Linked DNA regions of Rattus norvegicus: region 2 is linked to region 1. A link is a contact called in public Hi-C data. All regions are on one chromosome and are shown on one strand. The core of a region is the stretch at or near the end of the contact, and the rest is flanking DNA. Distances in the headings are between cores, read along the strand shown.

What was found. A called contact is a pair of places that touch in the nucleus more often than the background predicts.
Region 2: a contact with region 1 is called in a Hi-C map of liver, with 3 times the contacts expected there. The contact joins the enhancer-like site here to the promoter of Lrig1 in region 1. A contact is called at or near these places in 4 of 12 Hi-C or Micro-C datasets (the A7r5 cell line, the Rat2 cell line, Schwann cells and 1 more).

What each region holds. Positions count from the first base shown.
Region 1 is chr4:128,784,187-128,790,488 of GRCr8, forward strand. Lrig1 (leucine-rich repeats and immunoglobulin-like domains 1) reads right to left here and starts at 4,033. Exons shown (of 19, transcript NM_001427801.1): 1 at 3,320-4,033. The coding sequence starts at 3,552. LOC134486819 (a long non-coding RNA gene) reads right to left here and starts at 1,521. Exons shown (of 2, transcript XR_010066223.1): 1 at 1-1,521.
Region 2 is chr4:128,871,272-128,877,483 of GRCr8, forward strand. No RefSeq gene overlaps it. Among named protein-coding and RNA genes, the nearest start is that of Apool2, 43 kb to the left of the region's middle. Within about 2 kb of position 3,875, at least 23 of the 93 cell types and tissues checked have an H3K27ac peak or open chromatin away from gene starts, as enhancers often do. A contact at or near this core is called in the A7r5 cell line and liver, where this site is marked.

The DNA.
Region 1 (6,302 bases), core at 2,783-5,282:
CATAATACAAGAGAAGCAAACCAATCCACACTCACTACCGGGCCTCAGGATGACTACATTTGGTGCCCTTTCCTAAAGGCCCTTGCTTTTGAATCCCTGTCCCATTCCTCCACTGAACAAGAATCCGAGAACTGCCCTCCTGAGCCTGCCTACCTCCCACTCCCAAGAGGCCATCAGTTACCTCTCAGAACGTTAACAGCAACATATTTTGTAACTAAACTCTCTGCTCTAATTTAGACAGGTGAGAAACAGTCTAAAGTAAATCTATAATAGTTTTTAAAGAGCTTCTGAAATCATGCTCTCAAAAATAGTTTCAAGGAAAACAAACACCTAAGTTCTAAGAAGTTCAGCCTCTTGTAAGGTTCTGGGAGGTGTGTGGCGCTACTTGTGAGTGTTCTGATTGGACCATGCCGATCTCACCTATGCAACAGGACAGGCCACTCGGTTAGGCTCCACCTCTCTAGCCATAAAGAATATGATTATCCTCAGCCTTGGAGATCCCCTCCATCGATGCTGGTGATGCTACCCTCCATTTTTTTACTCACACTAAATTTTTATTCACTATTAAAAACTTTTAGCTTCTCTACACTTGGCCTAAGGACAACTCCAAAAGTAGATATGTACTGTTTACAAAAATGGGAGGAACCGATAAGCCCAGGACTCTTGCTATCGCAAACCTGCAGCCTGGAACTGTTTGAGCAGGCTGCTGTAAATCTACTTCACAGGCTTATAAACCAGCTCGAAGCATTTTCTAGACACAATGACCTTAAAAGGTGTAAATCCAGTGAAAATGCAAGATACTTCATTGTATCATACACGGAGACTTTCTCCACTGCTACCCTGCCGAGATAAAGGCAATGGTTTAAAAGGAAGGCGCTGGTCTTGGAGATACAGTTCAGAAGGAGCTGAGCGCCTAGCATGCTCCGGACCTAGGCTCAACCCTCAGTATCAGCAGGGGAAATATTTTGAGAAATATGAAGGTTAGGAGACAATTCACACTTGATTGCACTTTAAGCAGAAATAAAACAAACTTGTAAGTATTCTTCAAAGCCCTCCTCCCGTGTGTGTGTGTGTGTGTGTGTGTGAGAGAGAGAGAGAGAGAGAGAGAGAGAGAGAAAGAGAGAGAGAGAGAGCTCAAGCACACTCGCCCAAGTCACCACATACTAACCCAGAACCCAAACTCCTTGAATCTTAAAACTAATCCATTAAAACCATCTTCAGTAGAGTCATAGCTCCTGAAGCCCAAAATACCTAGTCTGGTATTTATTGATCATTAAATTGTGTGAGTAAGAGAGACTGCAATTTTAAAGGTATTTATGCTGTGTGAATTGTCACTTGTAGGCAACCAAAAGCTTAAAAATGACTAGTTGAGTTCCACTCCAAAAAAGGGCAAGGCAAGGTGGGTCGTGTGACAAAAGGCAAGCACAAATAAGAGCTCTCTCTCCAGGAAGTATGGTTCAGGACCTGAGAGCATTCCTCAGGTTCACCCATGACACAGGCTTTGCAAATCTCCCAACAGGTGAACACTTGAGAAGATATTCTGACTCTACCCACATGGTTCTATTATGTCATCATCATCATCATCATCATCATCATCATCATCGTCATCGTCATAATAATAAAAATCCCATCTTAAGTATGAGAAAATAAAAAACCTGAAATACCTCAAACTGCCTCAACTATTACTAAATAAAATCTCAGCAAAGAGCAATAGTGTGTTCACCTCCCAGGAACTGACAGAGCCACAGGGTTAAAACCCACTCTAAGACCACGTATTTTCAGTAGTGAATTCCACAAGGGAAGCAGCCGCTGGGGGGAGGGAGGGGCAAAAGGCAGCAACAGTAGCAAAAGGGTCTCAGCTGGCTTCAGAACTCACACAGCAGCCTGCCCAAGTGATGACGTAGAGACCTAGGCCTCATTCTGAGAACACAGAGTCTCCTTATTAGAAAAGAATTAACTTCTCTCCTTCAAGACAGTCAGATAGTCAGGCCCCGGTTTTCAGCAATGAAGCCACAGGTGTGAGTTAAAGCCTGCGTCATTGATTTTCTCTTTTTAAAACAACAAATGTCATGACTGAAGCTACTGCTGTACTTCTTTATGTCCTAGGAAAGACATTCAAGTGAGAAGCAGACTACTGAAGCTCGGCCTTTTTCTGAAAGGTACTAATAGTTCTAGAGATGCTAATTACTGATAGCTGAGCAAGATTCGACTCAAAAGTCTTTTTTTTTTTTTTTGAAGTATAACAATGCTATTCTATCCCACTACATTTACAGAAATCCAACGTCTTTTTGTTCCTGACAAATGTCCTGCAAAAAGTATCCCACCAACGCCGGATAGGCCCAAATCCCAGCAACAGAGAAATGTACCTCTGTGGGGTGAAACAGACTGACAGAGCCAGCCAGACCCCCTGTCAATGTCTCCTGAGGTAGCTTGTCAACTAACTTGTGCCATTTATGGAAGAGAAACTCGAGGGTGGGACCAGACCCACCCCAGTGGATCAAGCCCAAGGGGACCCCAGGGAACAGACAGGAAAGGATCTGGAACACAGTTCCTGTGCATGCCAGCCATGCGGAAAAGAGGGAACAGCTACACTCAAGACATGTCCAAGAACTCTCTCAAAGCTTTTCGATTTCTGGGTTCTCCGGAGCAGGGTCCTTTTGCCCTAGTCAGTGCCAAATCAAGCTGCCACCATTCTCTGGTGATCAGGAGACTGCAACACACGCTCACTAATAAATAATATAAATAGAATGAACACTGGAGATGAGCGTCACCGTCATTCATTACTAACTGGAGGTTAAGTTGAGGGAACTCAGGACACCAAAGGGCTGGGTTACAGAACAGACAGGAAAAAAGATACACACACAGATCCTAACACAAGACTCCCACACTCTGCCATCGTCTATCTCGCATGCACACAAATTCGCTCACCTCCACTCTTCACTCACACACCCACATACACGCACTTCGCGCTCGACAGCACACTCACTCACCTTCAAGTCACAAACCCGTGGTTCACCTCCACGCCCCACATTCGCTGGCCTCCACACTTCACGAAACACATTCAAGTCACCCCTACACGATCCCTCATGCCCTGCATCCTCACGAAAACACACGCTCGATGCAAGGCAGACTTCTCCAGAATCACGCTCACCTTCAAACCCCAGAGGTATAGTCCTCTCTCCCGAGCTCCCCACGCGTGACCTCCACCCGGCCACCCAAAAGTCTCCCAGCCCACAGAGCGCACTATCTTCCCCGCTGAGAGCACCCGCAGCCCCGTCTTAGTGACAGCGCCAGGATGAGAGGCGAAGGCGATACTCACAGGCTCCGCGTCCAGGAGGGCATGTCCCGGGGCAGCGTCGCCAGCCCGCGCCCACTGCAGTCCAGCGAGTCCCCGGCGCAAGTGCAGGCGGCCGCGCAGGGCGCCCGCGGACCGGCCTGGGCGACCGCAGACTCTGGCCCTTGCAGTAGCAGCAATAGCAACAACAGCAGCCAGAGCAGAAGGCGAGGCGCAAGGCGCGGGGCCCCGAACACTCCCGGACCCGGCCGCGCCATCTTGTCTGGAGCGCGCCGCGAAGCCGGGAAGCGAGGGCTGCGAGGTGCCGGCGGCCACGGGCCCGGGTTGCGCTCGGCGCTAGGCTCCGCGCCGGGGCATGGACGGCCGGCCCCAGTCGGCTCCGCGGCCGCTGCGCTTAGCCGGCACGCTCTGCCCGGGCCGCTTCGCAGCACCCTGCGGAGACCGCCACCCCCGCGCCCATCCGGGCCGAGCCCCGCGCGCGGCGAACTCTGCAGAGTCCAGCGGTGAGTGCTCGGCCGCCGCTGCTTGTCCTTCCCGCCGCGTTGCGCGTTGCCTTCGGAGCCCGGGCGCACGCCGAGAGCCGCTGCTGCTGAGGACTGAGAACGCTTAGCCTTGGTCTCTGCGCGTGGCGCAGGCGGGCACCTCCGGGAGGACTCTTGAGCTGATAGCCGTGGACCCCACGCGCCTCACCGTCCCGGAGCGGCCGGAGCGCACTGTGCCTCGGAGCTGCGAACAATCAGCGGCTAGCCCCGCTGCGGTCCAACCCCGCGGCCCCAGGCCCCGCCCCGGCTGCTCGCCCTCACACACCCCTCCGCTGGGGCCCCCGGGCGGAGAGCGGCCCACGTTGGCTGCTGGACTACAGCGTTACGCCCCGCCCGGCCCGTTGCTCATTGGCTTCCGGAGCCCCGGTCAGCTTCCGAGCCCGTAGGAGCGCTTGCTCTCCGAGGCCCCGCCTCCGCTCTCTTTTCCCACCCAAGGTGTGAAAGGCGGGGACTGGGCGGGGACAAGGAGGGGCGTGCTGTCTCCTCTTAAAGGAGACTTGCAGGATTTTGGCTACGGAGTACCAGAATCTGGAGAAGTGGCCTAAGCAACGGTCCGTTGAGCCTAGGGGAGGAGAGAAAGTTGGGACTGTAATCCAGGACTTTGGGAGCCATCTGGACCCAAGGTTTGTTCTGCTCTCCTAGACTACAAACAGCATGGTGGATTTACAGCAAACGAGCACCCTTTTTTCAGGTGCCTTACAGGAGAAAAAAAAGATTTAAAACTTTCGCGAGTTTCTCAGCTATTTCCTCAGAGGCGGGCAGCCTTTCTCATTTCTGCTCCAAACTCGTTCTTCTTGATATCTAAAATCCAGAAATGTGTCCTTGACTACCGAAATGAATGTATGCGAAGAAATTGAATCTCGAGGGCACGCCCACCTTCCCCGCTCCTAGTTAGTTGATAGTTCGGGAGGTGCTCTGGACTGGATAAAGGGGCAAGTTGTTGTGGTGTTGTGTTTTGTTTTTGAATATCGGAGCTTTTAAATACAAATACAGTTTTCAGGAAATTATCCGTGACGTACTCTTTATGGAGAGAGAGAGAGAGAGAGAGAGAGAGAGAGAGAGAGAGAGAGAGAGAGAGAGAGAGAACCTGTGAGTTTGGCACATACAGATCAGCATAGATTGGTAACCGCCTTGTGAAATAGTGCCTGGCCGTAGGTGAGCGCGCGCGCGCGCACACACACACACACACACTTAATGGAGGGGGTGGTGGAGAGAGAGAGAGATTAGCACTGTAATACATATCTGCCGCCTCTGGGAGCTTTGACTTGCTGGTGTCTCAACTGTACACACAGTCAGGGAAACTAAGGCGCTAGAGTCTTCTGGAAAACATTTGTTCTAGCATGCTAAATCTAACTTAAGTTTTATAGAAATGGAGTAGAAATGCTGTTCATTGGGAAAAAAAAAACCAAACGGTTAAAAGGTTTTCATTACATATTCGACATATTCAAGAAATTTGCTTCGATGCTAAATGTGACTGTCCCTCAAGTTTTTTTTTTTAAACCAAAATTGGACCTGAATTTAGTAGTCAAGTGATTATTGCCTGGTGGGCTGTGCTTTCTCTCTGTGTCTCTTCCCCCTCCCCGTCTGTCTTCCCCCTCTACACACACACACACACACACACACACACACACACACACACACACACACTTCTTTTTTGATTGTTTGAGTCTCATCCTGTAGGCCAGGCTCCCCCAACCTTTCCATCCTCCAGTTTCAGCCTCATGAATAACTGGCTGGCATTACCAGAGGGTGCAGCATGCCTGGCTTTGCTTGCCATTCTCTTCATCCTCCTATCAGCCTTCCCTTTCTCCTGATTGCCTACATCATCAAATCAACGCTGTCCGGTTTCTCTCCCTCTTTTCTGTTTCTCTCAGAAGTGATGTTGAAGCAGTGATCACGTGTGCATAAATTAAGCTAAATGCAATACCTCAGAAATATTAACAGAAAAGCTCCCAGTAATAAGTGCACACGTGAACAGGAACATATGCACTGCACACGCAGTCCACACAAGCATATACCTTCCACGAGGATAAGGAGAAACCGGTCTCCTTGTTTTCACCCCTTTGGGTGGAAATAGTAAACTAGGGACAGAGTACAAAAGATCTGCAAACTGGACGAGTCTTCTATCATGGGGCTTAAGTATCATGGCACTCAAGCCCAATCAACACAAAAGAGAACATTTTAAAGATTTAGTTTACTTTTAATTGCCTATGTGTGTGCATGTGTGTATATATAAGTGTGTGTATGTGGGCATGAGTGCAGGATGTCCGAGGAAGCCAACGGCCACTGTAGCTTAATGCAGGTAGTTGTAAACCACCGGACACGGATGCTGGGAACTGAATTTTCTGTGAGAGGAGTATGACATACTTTGAAACAACATCTCACTATGTAGTGAGGTTAGCACCAAACTTGCAGCAATCCTCCTGCCTCGCATCCCAAGGGCTGGGACAAAAGAGTAGTTTAGA
Region 2 (6,212 bases), core at 2,625-5,124, 87 kb after region 1:
TTAAAGGGATCTATTAGCTCTTAAACTAATACACATACATGGAGAAGCTAACTTACTATATCCTGGGTCGCTTTGAAATTTTAAGGTTTGTTTTTTTTTTTTTTTAAAGCAGACATCAAATGTGAAGCAATGTAGATCAGGGTGAAATTTCTTTGTCTGCTTTTTGATTGAGGCATAATTTCCCTGCTTTCAGAAACATGAGGCTGTTAGAAGGGTGGGTCTCTGTGGGTGATTCAGATCAAAACCCTTTTGGTCTGGGAAGCCTGAGCACCAAGATATTTTCACGCTGGGATTACTTGTCCAGATGGCCTGAGTGCAATTTTCTTGGCATGCTCGTAAGAACACAGGAATTTTCAGGGGGAAACCAGAGAGCATAGTAGGGAGGAGAATGGGTGGGGGAGGCCAAGTGGGGGCTAAGTCAGAAGTTCTGCATTTCAGCAAGTGTCATTGGCTGGGAACTAGGATCAGTCCATTGCATTTGGATGACCACCGGTGTGCCAGCATATGGCTAAGCAGGGTGGTTAAGAGGATTTGCCAAGGTGGACACCATTGAAAGAGTTGATTTTGACCGGACAGCGTGGGCAGCTCTTGGAGAGTTTTGATAGCCACTGTTTGAAAATCTGGGAATGAGGCATGCCAGGCAGGAGTCTTGAACTCCCCCGTCCCCACAGCATCTGGTGGACACACACCTTCTCCCAGTAGTTCTGTTAGTCACGGTTATATGATTCTGGAACTGTTTTTAGGCTTCTCCATCATCTCCTCTGCAGAGAGGGAGCTCCCTGCCTATTCAAAGAGCTCCTTGCCTATTCAAACAGAGGAGGGACCAAGGAACCAGAGGTAGTCACTGGAGCGTAGATGCAGCCCACCATCCAGCAAGTGCTGATGACCACTGGACAGGTCGTGAAATCCACAATCTGTTGTTTTTTAAGACTGGGTGATTGCCCAGGTCACATGAGCTGAGAAAGAGTGAGGAAGAAGTCAGAAGGCTATGGGTCTGCTGACTCTATGGAAGCAAAACCCCAAGTTTCTACAACTGCCCTGGAAGTCACGTGCTGAGGGACCGTGGCACCAATGGGAGCTGCAGTCCTTAAGTTTTTGCCACTGCCAGTGTCCTTAGGAGAGAACTAAGCCTGGCTTGAGACCCAACTCCTGACTGGCATCTTGACTTCAACCCAGGGAGGCATCTGGGTATACATGCAGATACCTCACTGACAGGCTTTGAGTGATGACTCACGTGTGTAGCTTCATGCTGCCACATTGGCGTCCACTCATGACGCACTACAGAATACTCACGACAGTGTGAAGAGTATAGATGGCACACTACAGAACACGCTTGACACAATACACTGACGGTGGCTGCACTGACAGCCAGAGGGGCAATGTGGAGTGGCACTCCAGTGAGCTAGTTCTTTCTCATGAGCTCTGTTACTTCCCAGCTGTGTGATTTTAAGCGGGTCCCTAAGTTTCCTTCATCTGTGCTCGCTCTCACGTATAAAATGAGATGGCAGCACCTAGATGAACAGACTATGATGAGGAGGAAATGAGCCGCACGCACCAGTATCTAAGCACAGTGCACAGCAGCCCAGCTATTGACGGCCATGACTTATGTGACTCCTGGCGTGTGGTGTGCCGTGGGCAAGGGGTTTTAGAATACTACTCTTCATAGGACCTCTGTGCCAGAGGAACCATTGCATCCATTTAACAGATTGGGAAACAGATTCAGAGGGATTCATTAACTCCTCTTAGAAACCGGAAGCTCCTTTGCCCTACCCCTATCTATGAAATGTTTAATGTCTTGAATGTTATTAGCTCCCTGTTCGAGGTGACAGGCCTAGCGCCTGCCTTGAGGATACAGACAGTAGGAGATTGGGATTCAAAGACTCTAGGCAAAGCAGTCCAGTGATCTCTAGTCTTCCTGGTCTCTGCCCTGTGGGCGCTCCTGTTTTCCTAGCGTGTTTGGGGAGCTCTTGGTCACCCTCAGACTTTAGATCAGAGCTACTGATTATACAAAGCAATGCCACATCCAGCTCCATTTGTTTTCCCAAATGCTGTCCTCATGTTCAGCTGTGGTATGCCAACAGTGAGCCCCTCTGGGACATTTGTTACTCGAGACCTCGCCTTTTACTGATTCAACCGGAATCAGTTGGTGCCCTGAGGTCTAGTGAGCAGAGGACAGTACTAGTCTACTGTAGGGAGCCTCACAGTCAGCTCAGGACACCCTACCACCAAGTTCTCAGCACAAAAGAGATTTATTTGCCCCAGAGGAACAAAAGGCAAGGAATAAGAGACTAAGACAGGAGACGGAGGAAGAGGGAGAAGGGGGTAGGGAACAAGGGAGAGGGTGGAGGGATAGAGAGGAGACAGAGGTGGCCCATAGGAAAACAGCAGTGTAAAGGTAAAATGGGAAATCCCAGCATTAGGATTAGATGTTTATTTTTAATTGGGCATGTTAATTAAGGTGGCCCAAAGGGGGCTTTTGATTGCTGGACTTCAATACTTGGATAGCCAGACCTTGGTAGTCAGCCTCAGGAGGAAGAAGTGGCCAAATAAGGGAATAGACCTTGGGGGCCAGCTTTAGAAATGTAATCTAACAGTTTCTAGCAAGACAGAGGGAATGTGGGAGAAGGGTAAGACCTGCCAGGGTCATGCTTGCCTTGGTCGGGCTAGCTAGAGTCCCTTCATCTACAGTGCAGTTCTCCTGGGTGAAAGAGCGTCCTGCCCCAAATGTCCACAGTGCCTGGCAGTCCCACGCTTTACGGCAGGCTGCCCGGCATCTCTGCTGATCCCTGGGCCCCAGTTGATCTTGCAGCTAACTCTGTTCTTAGTGACAGACAGGAACTTAAAACACACATGTCCTTGGAGGAGGGCCAAATACCTGGGCAAAAGGAATTTTAGATTAAAAAAAAAATTTAAGGTCTTTATTTTTTTTCTCCTCCCCAGTGGTTATGTCTTCTCTGCACCCCCACCCTCAAATTGTTTTCATTCTGGGTTTGCCGAAGAACCTACAAAATGTAGAGAAATCAAAATGAAAAGAATCATAATCCTATTACTCCCATATAAAAGAAGCTGCTTACTTTTAGTATTCTCTCTCTCTCTCTCTCTGTCTCTGTTTCTCTCTGTCTCTCTATCTCTTTCCCCCACCCCTATTTTTTTTTTGAGACAAGGTCACCTGCATCCCATGCTAGTCTCAAAGTAGCTGAGGATGACCTTGAACTCCCGATCTCCTGCCTCTGCCTCCGGACCCCTGTGATTATAGGTGTGTCCCACTACATCTGGCTTAAGCAGTGTTGCTGCTGGCCTCCTGCATGCTGAGCAAGCATTGTACAAATGAAGCCACATCTTTAGTCCAGCAGTCTTATATTTTTTATCGAAAAGTGAAATAACGAGGTACATAGAATGTAAGATTTTTATAAGTTAAGACTAATTCCCAAACATTTGTGTATTTATCTACCAAACGCCACTGGTTTTCATCTAACCGGCCAGTGTGTAGAGGAGGAAGTTATCTCATGCTGTCATTAGGTTTCTGTGGCATCAACTTTTAGGACCGCAGGTTGCTGTCCCCAACTGTGGCTCAGTCACTGCTCAGTTGTTGAGATTTGGAGTCTTCCCTCTGCCTCCTCCTTCCCTCCCTGTTTCTGTCACCCCATCTTTTCCTTCCTTTCCTTCTCTTTCTTTTTTTCCTCTTCCCCACTCCCTCCCTCCTCCTCTCCTTTGCTATCAGAAATACCTCTATCCCGAACATCTTTGTGGCTTAGCCTTGGCAGGCATCCCGAATGACGTTTCCAAAAAGACTCTGGCTCTCACTGCTCTGGAAACCACCTACTTTGACTGAGGTCACATGGCCAGCAGCAAGTCCGAAAACACTGCGAGTGGAAAAACTGCAAGTGTTTGCCTCTCCTAATTACACAAGCGCTTCCAGGTTGTAAGAGGCGAGAGGCCAGCCTGTTCTCACCGGACATGTGGTTTCCACGCTGTCTCAGCCTGCCGCGGTAAGCCAGTCTTTGGCAGGGAGAGTAAGGTTAAAACCTCTTCTGCCAGAGGCTTCCCACAATTCTAACTTCTTTTTGGTCCACAGTGAAGATTCTGGGCATTCATGGAAGGCAAAAGCAGCACAAGGGCAAATTCAAACAGAAAATGTTAGCTTGGCCCCAAGCCATCATTCCTGTATAGTCAAAGCCTTAAGTAAACAGCCAGAGGAGACAAAAGACAAGATCTCTTCTTTTCTTTTCTCTTTCTCTTCTTTTCTTTTCCCTCTCCTCTCCTCTCCTCTCCTCTCCTCTCCTCCCCTCCCCTCCCCTCCCCTCCCCTCCCCTCCCCTCCCCTCCTCTCATTTCCTTTCCTTTCCTTTTCTAGCACTGAAAATTCTGAAACAACCTGGGTCTAATTTTGCAACCTCTGTGAAGGCTTGGGTATGGCAACATTGTGATCTTGCTTGTGGAACCATATCAGAACCAATACCAAGGTTCCTTGACCTGAAGGGCAAAGATCGGACCAGCCCAACTCAGGGTACATTTGAGGGCCCATTGAGGGTAAAACTGGAATGGAGGCACTGGGGACAACACATAGAAATACTACAGAAATACTATGTGCTCCTGTTTAACTGTCCCAAGTTCAAAGTCTCAACTTGAAGTTTTCCCAGGTAAGCCAAGGACTGAGGGAGAAGACATGTGTTTTTGCCAAGCTAGAAAACCAGCTTATAAATGTGGGAGGCAACTTCTAGTGTCTTGTTCTCAGGACAGGAGGAACTAAGACACAGGAAGAAGCCACCCATCCCCAGAGCATTTAAAATCGTGTGGGTCCCCACCCATACCCCCAGGCATGAAACCTAAGGAGGAGTCCAAGGGCAAGGGAGAATGTTTTGTTCAGACTATAAAACTAAGCCAAAAGCGCAGGTTGGAAAGGAGTTACACTGCTTCAATATTGTGCAAAAGAATAGATGATAAATCTACTTAGAAGTGATGGGAGCGGTCGTGTGGAGGTTCCAAAAGCCCTGCTCCAAGTCCCGAGGAAGAATAATGGGATCTCTGGCCCCAGTGTATCTCTCTTGTTAAATGTGCTTCCTGTGGCTTCCTGTTAAAATTAATGAGCATTCCCTGAGAGGCTGGGGAAAGGTGACCTGTATGTTGGCAGAGTAAGGAAACCTCCCTTGGGTCAAAAGGCTTCTGTAGATAGCTTACACGTGGGTCACTGAGTACCATTCGGGATGATGCTAAGTGGTGCTGGCTTCCTCCTTCCTGGGCAGTGTATTGGGTAGATTCATCGGTTCACTGGGCACGTAATATATGCCAGGCACTGTCTTAGGCAGCACCAGAGTGAACTCATAAAATTCCCACCATTTATGTTCTAGTTCAAATAAAAATAAACAATAACAACGAAGTGGCAGTATCCTTTCGTCTGGAGAGTGGGAAGGTGGAGCTGGTGTCCACAGCCCGCAGCTCAGGCACAGGGTGTGGCTCAGGGCACTGGGATAGACATTCCGAATGTGCGAAAGGGCAGCATCTCACTTAGGGTTCCTATGGCCGTGATAAAACACCATTACCAAAAGCAACCCGGGAAGGACAGGGTTCCTTTCAGCTTACAGCTTGTAGTCTATCATTCAGGGTTGACGGGGCAGGAACTCAAGGTAGGAGCAGAAGCAGAAGCCATGCTTCTTACTGGCTTGGTCCCCATGGCTTATTCAGGAGGCTTGCTTCTCTAACTCAGGACCATCTTCTTAGGATTCCCCCTTACCATGAACTGGGCCTACCTGTATATGCAGACCAGACTGGTCTCAAACTCCCAGGGATCCCCCTGCCTCTGTCTCTCAAGTGCTGGGATTGAAGATGTGCCTCACAATGCTTTACTCACTTTGTCTTACTAGACACAGTCTCTCGCTGGCCTGGAACTTGCCAAGTAGGCTGGGCTAGCTAGGTAGCGAGACTCAAGGACCCACGGGTTTCCTCTGCCCCAGTTGTAACTGCAAGAATGTCATCCCTTTGTCTGGCTTTTTCACCTGGGTCTAGGGGTCGAACTTAGGTCCTTGTGTTCTCTAAGCAAGCACTTTACTACGGAGCACCTCTCCAGCCTAGGAAGGAAGTCCATACTCCTGAAGATGCAGCATCAGCCATGCACCTCACACTAACTAGTCCAGTAGTCTCCTATCTTTACCTTTCTGCCCTCAGGCCTTCCTCCTCCCTTTCTTCTTCCCCTTTCTCTCTGCCTCTGTTTCTCTG